Linked DNA regions of Pan troglodytes: region 2 is linked to region 1. The links are chromatin contacts, called in public HiChIP or PLAC-seq maps. All regions are on one chromosome and are shown on one strand. Each heading gives the region's core, a stretch centred on a gene start, on an enhancer-like site or on the middle of the called end of the contact. The rest is flanking DNA. Distances are from core to core; before and after follow the strand shown.

What was found. HiChIP or PLAC-seq counts read pairs in DNA pulled down with a chosen protein or histone mark.
Region 2: an H3K4me3 HiChIP or PLAC-seq map of stem cell-derived excitatory neurons shows a contact between it and region 1, with 8 times the contacts expected there. The contact joins the promoter of SOX3 here to the promoter of HAPSTR2 in region 1. A contact is called at or near these places in 1 of 1 datasets of contacts at active chromatin or transcription factors (stem cell-derived excitatory neurons) and 1 of 1 other capture datasets (stem cell-derived neural stem cells).

Annotation. Positions count from the first base shown.
Region 1 is chrX:137,552,310-137,555,987 of NHGRI_mPanTro3-v2.0_pri, reverse strand. HAPSTR2 (HUWE1 associated protein modifying stress responses 2) reads right to left here and starts at 2,133. Exons shown (of 1, transcript XM_009439714.5): 1 at 351-2,133. The coding sequence starts at 1,523. The coding sequence ends at 702.
Region 2 is chrX:137,967,569-137,971,246 of NHGRI_mPanTro3-v2.0_pri, reverse strand. It overlaps SOX3 (SRY-box transcription factor 3), which reads left to right and starts at 1,872. Exons shown (of 1, transcript XM_001143467.7): 1 at 1,872-3,678. The coding sequence starts at 1,956. The coding sequence ends at 3,296.

The DNA of each region.
Region 1 (3,678 bases), core at 884-3,383:
TAGTTTTCCCTAAAAAAGCACTGAATTGACTCAATATTAAGTAATACCTGCGTAACCACCACAGCACCTCTTTGCAGCATCACATAATCACCAAAATCAACAATTTTTCAAAATTAAAAAAATCACAGCCTAATATGTATTACTTGCAGTTTCTTTCTAGAAATTAGGTGCATGGTATAGTGAGGTAAAAATGGAAGACTCCAGATTTCACAAAGATGTCGTTTTACATTTTGATACAATGCAATTGAATTGGCAAAGACCATTAAAGCCAACAATTATCAAAGAAAAAAGTATTCTATAACCAAGTAAACACCTGCTATGACTTCCCTTTAAGAATAAATAAGGTCACATTTATTCATTCAATGAACATTTATTGAGCACCTGGAACTGTGCTAGGTGCTGAGGAATATAACTATGAACAAGATAGATCAGACTCCTGCCTTGACCAGATACGTTTGCTTTAAATGATCCTGCTAACTACTACATATTTGTTCTCTGCTAGGATTATATTTTTCGGAAAGTCAGAGTCATATGAAGCCTCTTCTGGAATACTTTTAAAGTTTCTTTATGGCAAAATTGTTAGAAATCTTTGTTTAACTTAGAGAAGGGAAGAAAAATGGTCTCCAGTAACCTTTAGACAAGCATGTCGACGGTTGAGTTCACTCTCAAGCAATATGGCGGCAGGCAACCAATGAGGCAGTTTAGACCATTCGGTTGCGCTTTTGGATTGGGGAGTCTGTGATGCCATCACTGCATTGGGCCGAGGTGCGCTTACGGATCCCCCCACTGTCCAGGTGGAGGGCCAGTTCCTCTGAGTCGAAGGGATTCAAGTCGTCCTCCAAGAAGCTACTTTTTCGGCGCCCACTGCTGGCGACACCGCTGTCTTGAGGCGAGTCGCCCGATCGCATGCTGATGCCGGCCATAGCACCACTGAGGCCATGCAGGGCGATCGCCTCCTGGAAGGGCTGCAGGTCGACGTCCACCGATGAGCTGGACTCAGTTGCCACAGCCTGGCTGGTGACCCCAGTGGGTGGCTTCGGGGGTGTCCTAGGAGTGCGAGGTGGAGGAGGAGCGGGGGGCACTTTGCCACACAGGAAGCTAATCAAGTCTTCGCGACGAATGGTGCTCCGGCCCTTTTTCACCCACTCCAGCACATCTTTGATGCGACGCTGGTGGCCAACCTGGACACCCAAGTCAAAACTTCGTTGGTGGGCATCCCCACTCTCTTTGTAGAGGCTGGTCACGGCCATGGCCGCATTCTGGAAGGGGTCCCACATGGAAAGTCCTTGCTGTTGGCACCCAGAATCCTTGTAAAGCTGAGCAACGGCGGTGGCCGAGACCTGGAAGAGGTGCCACAGCTTCTGCTTCTCGCTCTTGAGCCCTGCCAACTCTGCAGCCGCCTCCTCCTGCAGCTCGGGGGGCAGCTGCTCCTCCTGCTCGGCCTCAGCCAGGCACTGGCGCTCCCACTTGGAAAACCAGTGCTCCGCGACCTCGGCCTCGCCCTCCTTCTGCTGCTCCTCCATCCTCCTCTTCAGGCCGCGCACCTCCACCACCGCCTCCTCCTCCGCCGCCGCCGCTGCTGCCTACTCTTGGTCCTCCACCTCCTCACCTCCTGCTCCGAGCTCCCCGCCTCCTTCTGCGGCCGCCGCCTCCTTCGCGTGCGCCGCCCTGCGGGCGGGCGGGCGGGCGCGCAGGCGGCGGGGCCCTGAGGCCAACTGCTACAGCGCTAGTCGCCCGCGGCCCTGGTGCACGCCCCGCCCCGCCCGCCGGCTCAGCCACCCGCAACGGCGTGGATGCTGCCTTCGCGGCCGCGGAGATAACCCCGCAGCCGCCGGCGCCGCCGCGATGCCCCCTTCCGGCCCCACGGTCCGCTCCTACGGCCCCCCCATGGCGCCGCGGCCTCCCAGCCGCCGCCGCCGCCGCCGCCGCCTCGGTCGCCGCCGCCGCTGCGGCCCCGCAGCTCGGTCCCAGCCCCCGCTTGCGCCGCGGCTGCAGCACCGATAACTCGGAGGGGGGCTGGCAGGAGCGCTGCCTCAACGCGGCGCCTGCCTACCTCTTGGCCCCCTTTTCACACATTTTTGGGACTTGTCGGCTTCATCCAATGAGCTGATCAAATTTTACATCCTATGTTGCCAGAGAGGATTATGGGGCAACTTCATGGTGTCGATCACATCCAGGGCGCCGATCCGGGGAGGCCGGGGGAATAAAAGTGGAAAGAGCGCGGCCCTCGTGGGTAGGCAGGCAGTCTGGACCCTAGCAATGTCCTCCCCACACTAGGTGCCCGAGAAAAGTGTTTTCCGTGGACGAAAGTAGTATTTTGTAGAAGAAAAAAAATCACAGGGAAAGTGCCTGCCTCGTCTTCTTGGGCCTCAGTTTCCCCAAGTGCCCGTTGAAGTTGTTAAACTAGGTCTCCGGAAAGTGCTCCAGTCCTGATTGAGAACTTTCCTGCTGTCCCTGCAAAGCACTACTTCGGGGTTAGTTTCATACTTATCAAATTACAAGAGTAACGGTCAGAAATGGTGTTGATTCCCCCTTCATTCTTGCAAAGGTTTTTGTCATTAAGAAAAATGGGGTGGAGAGTGGATTCTGTGTGGACTCTCAACTATTGAAAATCCCAAGATGAAGGAGCAAGGGGAAAGAAAAAAGGAAATAAAAATGAATGCTCAAACACGAGATTTTCTGTTCTAATATAAAGTTCAGTCCCTTTTAGGAAAAAAAGGACAAAAAAAAAACTAATTTCCAAAACCCTAAAAATTCTAGCTAGTTAAAACATCATAATAATACCAAAATTAAGCTAAAACGGTATGGAACACTAACGTCATTTCCTTGGGTTCAATAACAAATCCCTTGTAATAATGCAATCTTTTTTCAGTGCAGACAATTCCAGAGCAAACTGTGTTAAAAGCAAAAAAAAAAAAAAAAAAAAATCACTGAGCTAAAAATAACATCAAAAGTTGGAGGAACTAACGTAATCATTTTTAAGATTTAGAGAAAAAAGTTAGAATTTTGCAGTTTTTGTTGTGGAATAATTGCTAAGTATCCAGAAAGCCTTACAGACATAAATAAAGCTAACTCTTCTAGCAAAATATGTCTAATAATTCCCAAGAATGAAAATTAGTACATAAAATAAAATTATCATTAAGTTTTATCATCTCCCTTAAAAGAAATACATGTTTCTAAGTTAAATTTAGAAGAGAAGAAGAGTGAATTGTGCCCTTTCTCTGCAAACCGGGCTTTTTCACGATTCATTAAACCCTTTTTCCATATGTGTAATTGGACTCTTCTCATTTACATAAACGAAGGATGAGGCAAAAGACCTAAGATCAGCCTAAGAGGAGAGATACGTTTCTCATTCTTTTATGTTAAAAAATATATATTGTGGAAGAAACCAAGAAGGCAGACCCTACTTCATCCCCCACCCCTCACCAGACCTGAAATATTAATACTTCATGGCCAAGGAGTAAGCAGGTTTGCAGAGCTTTGAGGGTTGCCCACATCTGGTGCATCACAGTTATTATCACAGGCACATGTTTTTGTTTTATTTTCTCTAAGTAAAAAGCTTAGACCAAAGTGACTGACAGTAGGACAGCATATCCTACTTTCTCCTCTCATTTTTGACTGGGTTAAAAACCAAGAAGAAAGACTGCTCTGTCTTTTAAAGAGCACAACACTCTGCTT
Region 2 (3,678 bases), core at 623-3,122, 420 kb before region 1:
CGCTACGCGCGCGCGCGCGCGCGCGCGCGCACACACACACACACACACACACACACACACACTGTATCTACACACAGAAGCCTTCCAGAGAGTTTACTTACATTTAAAACCCTAAATCCGTATACCCATCCAGTTGACTGCAGCCCTTGGCTGCAGAATACTCAGATCAAGTGGAACACAAACTTAAGGGGCAAGTTTCCAGACCCCAAACTTCCGGGAGATGATGCCGACTGGGAGCCGGGATTCTTTTGCCAGAGGTCCGCCTGGCCGAGAGGGGGCTGGCCTGCCCTGAGCCTCCACTACCCGCCCCCGACCCCACTAACAAGCCGAAGAGGCGTACTTTTTAATTCGTGGAGAGAAAGGGGGAAGAGCCCAGCGTGCAGAAGTCCCGGGATCGCCTGGTCTTGCATTAACGCTAAGACGCTAGAAACCTGGGATTCCCCCATGCACCCCCCACCCACTTAAGATTATGCTTTCCGTTTAGTTCCCCACCTTTCCACGGGGCTAGGGATGATGGCGGGGCGAGACCCCACACCGTATGGACACCTTATTTTAGTTTCTGCCAAATCTGCCGGGATGGCTTCTCATTCCCACTCGCTACCTCGGGCTGCTCCGAGAGTTTCAAACGCTGTGCCACTCGCTTCAGCTGGCAGTGGCGATTATCGGGGTTTCCTCTCCCCGCAGCCAGAGTTCCCGCGCCGCTAGTCTTTGGCAGATAACCCAACAAGCAAGTGAATGTCCCGCTCCGAATCTCAGGAAGTCTCTAAAACAATAAAAGAGACGGACGGAATCCGTTAGCAGAGCCTGCTCCCGGGGGAGGCGGCGAGGCTGCGCGCCCAGAGTAGCGCTCAGCGGTCCCGGCAGGTGCGGGGGCAGTGGAGGGGGCCCGGCGGTTCGCCCGGAGGACGGCCTCGGCTCCGCTCCGGCCAACGTTCCCCCCTCCAAGAAACTTTTCTTTCACTCTGAGAGGCTCCGTGTTGCCATGAAAACGGATTTTCCAAGGGGCCCGACCCTCCCCCTCAGGGGCATCGGACTGGAAAAACCGAAATGGCCACAGAGCAGAGACAAAAAGGGGCCGCTAAGCGGGGGCCAGGATCGAGAGAGCGGAGGCCAGTTCACCCCCTACGTCCCACACATACTTTCCACACCACCTTGTGCGAGCGCCTCCGACAGGCTCAGGAGACGGGCGACTGACTGCTTGCCCGCCCTCCTGCAAACCCCCAAGAGCCTCACAGCTGAATGCACCCCGCAGTCCTGAAGCCTGTCTCCCATGCCCGGGCCCCTGACCCACGCTGCGTCCTGGACGCACTGGCCCTCCTAGAGAAAGATCTGGACAACCAGCGGCCAATTCCAGGGAGAGCTTCTTGGAGACGCAGCCAGGAGCACTTCCAATGAGCCTGGAGTCCCTAAGCCGGCCTGGGTAGCTGGTGGTGCCCTGCGTTCCTAGCGCTGGCAGCAGAAGCGGCCAGAAAACCTCCGTGCAGACAACGGGAAGCTTTGCGGGCTGGCCGGGGGATGGGGCGCCGGTCTGCCTTGACAGGGTTGCAAAGTTGTTTTCTAAATTCCGAAGGCGCCCCTCTGCCCCCTCCCCCCAATCTGCTTGCGTGCCCCCTCCCCCCTCCCCCATCCCCCCGTCACCTCCTCAGGTTTCGTTCTTTCAAACTTTTTGAAACCCTAATTGGTGGCCTCTGAGTGGGCCTCGTGGACTCCCGCCTCCTAAGTAACTCTTACCACGTCACTAGGCCAAAGAGGGGCGTGGGGTGAACGAAAGGGCTCCCCGAACTTTTTTTTTTCCAACCAGGCCGAACGGGGGCTCGGTAATGATTGGCCAGGGCGCATCACTGCGAACCTGTCAATCACGGGTCCTCCGGGTTGCGAGGGGCGGACCAAGCCCCAACCCCGGGGGATCCGAGCAGGTATATAAGGGGCCCAGCTAGAGCCCAGGCAGACTGTGAATGCGACCTGTTCGAGAGAACGCATCAGGTGCGAGAAGCCCGCGGGTTCCTGCTGACTTGGCGCGGAGCATTTTGATAAGCCTACCCTTCCCGCCGGACTCGCTGGCCCACAGGCCCCCAAGCTCCGCTCCGACGGAGTCCCAGGGCCTTTTCACCGTGGCCGCTCCAGCCCCCGGAGCGCCTTCTCCTCCCGCCACGCTGGCGCACCTTCTTCCCGCCCCGGCAATGTACAGCCTTCTGGAGACTGAACTCAAGAACCCCGTAGGGACACCCACACAAGCGGCGGGCACCGGCGGCCCCGCAGCCCCGGGAGGCGCAGGCAAGAGTGGTGCGAACGCAGCCGGCGGCGCGAACTCGGGCGGCGGCAGCAGCGGTGGTGCGAGCGGAGGTGGCGGGGGTACAGACCAGGACCGTGTGAAACGGCCCATGAACGCCTTCATGGTATGGTCCCGCGGGCAGCGGCGCAAAATGGCCCTGGAGAACCCCAAGATGCACAATTCTGAGATCAGCAAGCGCTTGGGCGCCGACTGGAAACTGCTGACCGACGCTGAGAAGCGACCATTCATCGACGAGGCCAAGCGACTTCGCGCCGTGCACATGAAGGAGTATCCGGACTACAAGTACCGACCGCGCCGCAAGACCAAGACGCTGCTCAAGAAAGATAAGTACTCCCTGCCCAGCGGCCTCCTGCCTCCCGGTGCCGCGGCCGCCGCCGCCGCTGCCGCGGCCGCAGCCGCTGCCGCCAGCAGTCCGGTGGGCGTGGGCCAGCGCCTGGACACGTACACGCACGTGAACGGCTGGGCCAACGGCGCGTACTCGCTGGTGCAGGAGCAGCTGGGCTACGCGCAGCCCCCGAGCATGAGCAGCCCGCCGCCGCCGCCCGCGCTGCCGCCGATGCACCGCTACGACATGGCCGGCCTGCAGTACAGCCCAATGATGCCGCCCGGCGCTCAGAGCTACATGAACGTCGCTGCCGCGGCCGCCGCCGCCTCGGGCTACGGGGGCATGGCGCCCTCAGCCACAGCAGCCGCGGCCGCCGCCTACGGGCAGCAGCCCGCCACCGCCGCGGCCGCAGCTGCGGCCGCAGCCGCCATGAGCCTGGGCCCCATGGGCTCGGTAGTGAAGTCTGAGCCCAGCTCGCCGCCGCCCGCCATCGCATCGCACTCTCAGCGCGCGTGCCTCGGCGACCTGCGCGACATGATCAGCATGTACCTGCCACCCGGCGGGGACGCGGCCGACGCCGCCTCTCCGCTGCCCGGCGGTCGCCTGCACGGCGTGCACCAGCACTACCAGGGCGCCGGGACTGCAGTCAACGGAACGGTGCCGCTGACCCACATCTGAGCACCGGCCTGCGCTCGTCCACCCTAGTTCCCCACCCCCACCCCCACTCCCGCCCCGCACCCCCAAGTTGGGACGCCTTGTTTAGCTTTGCTTGCCTGGGACTGTTGCCTTGTACCGATGATGAGGAGGACTGAAAGTTTTGCTGTAGCTGTCGGGTTTTGTACAAAAGCAAAAATAAGTCAGGAGCAGCGAAAATGGGACTTCTAGAGAGCTCTCTTGCCCCACGCCGCTGCTCCTTCTTTCACCTTTGTAGGCTGGGAATCGCTGTGTTATTTGCAAAGAAAAAACAGCCCCCACTCCTCCTCCTGAGTTCCAGGGTTATTCTGTTACATTTGAAAATGTTGTCTTGTTAGTTTGCAGTTAGCCAAGGAGTGAATGGGAG